Regions from separate parts of the Oryctolagus cuniculus genome. Here region 2 is linked to region 1. A link is a contact called in public Micro-C data. All regions are on one chromosome and are shown on one strand. The core of a region is the stretch at or near the end of the contact, and the rest is flanking DNA. Distances in the headings are between cores, read along the strand shown.

The links. Hi-C and Micro-C count contacts between places; a contact is called where the count stands out from the background.
Region 2: a Micro-C map of ear pinna shows a contact between it and region 1, with 13 times the contacts expected there. The contact joins the enhancer-like site here to the promoter of TBC1D4 in region 1. A contact is called at or near these places in 6 of 6 Hi-C or Micro-C datasets (ear pinna, embryonic fibroblasts, liver and 3 more).

The regions. Positions count from the first base shown.
Region 1 is chr9:37,119,287-37,122,053 of mOryCun1.1, forward strand. TBC1D4 (TBC1 domain family member 4) reads left to right here and starts at 1,378. Exons shown (of 21, transcript XM_070048715.1): 1 at 1,378-1,398. The region is part of intron 1 of LOC103349082 (a long non-coding RNA gene); the gene reads right to left.
Region 2 is chr9:37,239,485-37,242,251 of mOryCun1.1, forward strand. The region is part of intron 1 of TBC1D4 (TBC1 domain family member 4); the gene reads left to right. Among named protein-coding and RNA genes, the nearest start is that of TBC1D4, 120 kb to the left of the region's middle. Within about 2 kb of position 1,422, at least 1 of the 8 cell types and tissues checked has an H3K27ac peak or open chromatin away from gene starts, as enhancers often do.

The DNA of each region.
Region 1 (2,767 bases), core at 128-2,627:
CGGCGCCGGCCAGGCCCTTGTATTTCTTATGAGGTATACATTTGGTTGCTAGGATATGACTATGTCTTAACAGCTTTCAATTAGTGTTGTCACCATCAATTTAGATGGGACATAACAGGAACACTTGAATAAGACTATTCAAGAGATGTTTCCATCAGGGTGTTGCAAATGCTTTTCATGGACATATGCTTTGGAGCTTTGCTAATGACAAATGTAGAAGAGCTGAGAGTCAGAGACTGATTTATTGCCTGATCCCTTAGTAAGCACTGTAGACCTGCATACTGGATAGAATACTTGCTAAATATATACTTTTAAAGATTTTATTTATTTACTTCACAGGTAGAGTTACAGAGAGAGGAAGAGAAAGAGAGAAAGTTCTTCCATATGCTGGTTCATTCCCCAGATGGCTACAACTGCTGGAGCTGCGCCGATCCGAAGCCAGGAGCCAGGAGCCAGGAGCCTTCTCTGGGTCTCCTACTCGGGTGCAGGGGCCCAAGGACTTGGGCCATCTTCTACTGCTTTCCCAGGCCATAGCAGACAGCTGGATCAGAAAAGGAGAAGCTGGTACTTGAACCGGCGCCCGTGGGATTCTGGCACCACAGGTGGAGGCTTAGTCCGCTACACCACAGAGCCGGCCCTGCCAAATATTTTTAAAGTTGTGTCCTGTTATCCTTTTTCTAAATTTAAATGATCAGATACATAGCTAAGTACTTTTCATGTGCAACTTTCTGCAGGTGACAGGGCGGCAGTAAGAAGCTACTAGCTTACCATCTAGTTCAGCTGTGTACTGGCCACAAGTATCAACACTGAAATTTCTTATACAAAATATATTATATACTAGAGTTTAACAATTATGTTTATCAGGCTAAGATAGATGAATAGCAAGCTGGCAAGAACTCCAAGTCAGTAGCTTAACAGAAGGAAAAGTTTATTTCTCACTCACGAGGAGTTGGCTGTGAGCGAGGTCGATTCCCCAGGACAGCTGTCTGAGGTGCACTGGCTCAGCATTCCCTTGGCTTTGACCACAAGGCACCTCCACGTGGACATGCTGTTTCCCCCACCACCACTGGAGGGAAGGAGCAGGCTAGAGAGCAAGAGCCGGCCACCTACTGGCAACTGGACACTTGTACTCAGAAATGTGACTCCACTCACTTCTGCTCCCGTTTCATGGTCAAAACAAGTCATGTGACCGTGGGTAACTTCAAAGGGGCTGGGAAGAGCTGTCTTTCCACTACAGAGAGGCTCAGACATTGGCAAACAGTAATCCTGCTCATCAACTGTGCAGTAAGGCAAACGCCACAGAAACACTACAAAGAGGGGCTAAGGGCATAGCAGGGCAGAAAGCAACCACACTTAGCGCGTCACAGAATAAAAGACAATTCTCCTGTGTTTCTATTGGTAAGTGACACTTGCTCACTGCTGCTTCCAGTTTATTGGACTACCAGGAACTGGCTTGCTAGGGCCCCAAACGCAATCCTAGCTCTCAAGCTAGGAGATCTGGGGGAGTTTTTTCCATCTCTTCTTTTTATATGGCACCTGGGGGGAAACGGTGTCTGTGTTAGAGTTTCTGGTAAGGTTCTAGAAGGAAGGCCTCAGTTTACCTTCCAATCACTTCTCACTGCTTCTTAAAAACATGCGCATGTTTTGCATAAAGGTCTTGAGAGTGGTTAAACCAAGAGACTTAATCAGTTAATAATGTCTACATCCTAGAGCTGAGATGCTAATTAGCAACAGAGCTTTTGGAGTTGCTCCCAGAATCCCTGCATAGGACTAATGGCAGCTGATCATATTGATCTTACATGAATAGGAGGAAAACTGGCCTCAGCATTTGCACAAAATGAGAACACCACTGAACTAAGCAGCAGTGAGAACCCTGGGGTTTTTATTCAGCCTCTAGACTGGGAGAGTCAAAAACCTGTTTTCCTGTTTACTTTGTAGTTGTTTCTTCCTCAATTATTTAGTGAGTACAAAAGAGAGTCTAATGTACACAAATGTTATACTTCTGTACTTTTCTGGTTCATAATTAGAATACTCAGATTATCAAAATATTTTTTGAGTTCTTTGGAAGTATACATGTTCACATGTAAAAAGGCTTTGAACTAAGGGCATAGAACAAATATAATTTCTCCATATTTTCAGAAGTTGGCTGCATTAAGAACCAGGAAGATTCGTGTTGTCAATGCTATATTTTAAGTGAAAACAGGAATTTAGAATATTTCATAATACTGTGACTTAATACACGAGTATTTTTCGAGGTTATTAGAAGAGAGGATTCAGAAACGAATATTCAAGCTTTGGAAGGCATCGAAGCCAAGCAAATACCGTTAAAAAAAAAAAAATCCAGAGCGAGCGGCCCTCTCTCCAGGGGGCGGTAGAGACTCCCAGAAGGGCGCTGAGAGAGGCCACGCCGGTCCTGGCTGTGCCCGCGCCGGGCTCGGGGCTGCTCCCGCGCGGGAGCCGGAGGAAGAGGCTGCAAAAGCAGCTGGGCTTTTGCAGGCGGAGACGGAGGCGGGGTAGCAGCCCGATTCAAGCGGCAGCCTGCGAGGAAGGAAGCAGGGCGCGAGGGAGGGACGGGAGCCGTGGGAGGAGGAGCAGCAGCGAGCTGGGCTGCCGCGGCGGCGGGAGGCGGGAGGCGGAGCGGCCGCCGCGGGGCCACGTTTTGTTTTCGTTGTTTTCCAGCGGAATAGTTTTCGCAGGCCCTTCCCGACGACTGACGGCGCCGCAGCCCGGCGGCTCCGACCTTCCAGGTGACAGCCGGTCACCCTGG
Region 2 (2,767 bases), core at 172-2,671, 120 kb after region 1:
CTGTAGACAATGGCTTTACCCACTGCGCCACAGCACAGGCCCCAGAGTCTGGGCCGGTAGTTGTGCCTCCTTTGTGAGGGGTCAGAAAATTGGACTTGGGGAGTGTGCAAGGATTGGCAGAGTCCACTGTAACAGTTTGTTCTAGATAAACCTGGGTGCTATTTAGAAAAAAAAAAACCAGTATCTATTTCAGCTGATAATTCACTCCTAAATTATTTACAGTTACAATCATCTTGGTCTTTCTTGAAAGCAGCCCCTGTGTAAAAACAGTAAGGGCTGCTACTTTTGCTTTGACGGGTTTCTGACTTCGAAGTTGTGAAATTTGGACAGACTACAGCTCAGATAGATCCTTTGGGAATGCTGATGAAAAAGAATTCTGGCCACATTATCACACTCCTGCAGGCCAGTTAATAGAAACCACTGAATGGATTTCCTTAATCTCTTTTAACTTTGCTCACGTTGATCTTGATGCTGAATCGTTACTCTGATCTTTTCAATATAGAATAACGCAGTGTTTGGATATTAGAGAATGAAGCTGTAACCTCCTGAAAAACATTTCAGAGCCATACATTCTACTTAAAATTCTAAAATAAGAGCTTCTTTAGGGAATTGTTGGGGGCCTTTAGTGTACTGAGTTACCAAAGTTTATTGGAAGTTTTAACAAATTACAAAAGAGCAGTTAGTTGAAAGTAATGCTGTCATGGCATTGAGTTCTATTGATTGAGTTTGGCAATTTCTGCCTACTGGGTGTGTGCACAAAGAGTGAATAGGACCTGGTATGACTGGGAAAGACTGATCACGACACAGGGCACTCCTCTATATGGCTTTTAGGCAATGCTGATGTATTTCAGTGACTTCAAGGGCAGAGGTTTATTGGTTGTAGAAATTCATATTCAAGTCATTTGTGAGCTGCATAGAAGGAAAATGATCTTTTTCTAGAACCCTGAAGTCTTGAGCTTTTCATTGTTTTCTGCAATCAAAGATGTGTTGCTGTGTCACCTAAATTGCTCAGTACTTCCCCTTGATGTCGTTTTGCTGGATCACACAAACGATGGGGACCAGAAGTGGGCTTCAATATTTAATGAAGAAAGAAGAACACTTTTTGACAGCCAATTAATTATCAGCTCAGAAAATCATCGTGGTTTCTAGGTGACACTCGGCATAATTCCAACCAAAAAGAAGGAATGAGGGGTAGCAAGGCAGTCTTGCTGCAAGATGTTACAGTATTAATTTTTGATTCCACATAGCAGTATCAGGAATGCTTCATTATGACTCATGTTGTTCCATTGAGTTTAATTCTACTGTGAGGGCTGGAGCCAGTGCAGAGTTCTACTGTGAATCGTTTCTATGTAGAGACCAGTGCTTTTCCTTTACCCATAAAAAGTACAAGTGCTGATCAGAGATTGGGCATTGGGTTGCCTGTTAGTGCCCTGCTGGCCTAATTTTGGAGAGGCAAATGTGTAATCCTTGAGTGGCATGCAGTTAGGAGTTTTTCTTCTTGGATGAGGGGAGACACTTGGCACCCTCGGTGCTTGATGATAATGTTTACAAGTAACTGAAGTCTAAATAAAAGTTCAGGAATGTCGTGTTATTTTCATTTGCAATGTGAAAAATCTGTTGTGGTGGTATAAACATCTGAAGTAATGTGGCAGGCCAGGACAGAAATAGGTTTCTGAGAAATGTGTGGCGTTTTTGTTTCCTGATAATATTACAGCTTTATCTCTTGATCTCAGGGAGAACTGGCCCTGTCCGGGTCCCTCTGGGCTTAGCCCTAACTGCTTTGCCTCTTTTCCCAAGGCCCGTTTCATTTCACAACTGAGCCTGGCTCAAAAGTTTCTCTTCTCATGAGTTCAGACATTTCATAAGTAAAAACTACTTAGTAAGTGTCCTGTTTTTAGCATTTTGTTTAGCTGACTTTATACTTTCATTTTGTTTAGCTGACTTTATACTTTCATTATATTGTGATAAAGGAACAAAGCACATTTCTCTTATTACATTTAGTATTTCTTGTTTGAAAATATCACATTAAATGTCATCAAGTTTGACTCAGCTACAATGTAATTTTTCAGTCTAAATTTATTAACTCATTAGTCTTATTGCCAAACTTACCTACTAAGTTAAAATTCCAGTTAATTTACTATCTAATTGTCAATTTTTTTAAACTTAAAATGGGAGTGATAGTAATAATGTTCTATGAACCTTGACATTTTTTCAGTGTTTTAAGAAATTTTTGAATTTTTGTTTTTGCTCAATGTGGGGAATCTCCCTCTAGTGTTTACTGGAGTAACTACAAGAATACGGAACTGCACTAAGTGAACATCAAATAATAAGACTTCTTTGAGGAACAGAAAGCATTCTGTGGAATAAAGAGTAGTATGATCTCACATTGAAAGTGATTTATGTTTGGTAGAGGAATGCGCTGCATTGGAAACTACGAGTCTTGTAGTTCTAGCAAAATTCAATAAATCACATTGGGGTGGGGCGGTAGAGGGGAGAGCGTTCTTAGGTGTCCCTGTCCTGTTCTGTTTTTGCAATTAGAAAGTGGAAGATTAACTTCTTGATTATTTGTTTACAAGAAGTTTTGCCTTCTTGCTTTGATGACTTCTTTGCTTATTTCACCTTTTTGTTAATGAGCGTATACATATCCATATACAAGAAAAGAAATATAGAATTATTTTTCACAAGTGACATATTTTATAATAAAGGTGTGCCATCCTTATTTTGTAAACAAAATAGTTTTTTTTTCAATTTTTGGCCTAACTACATG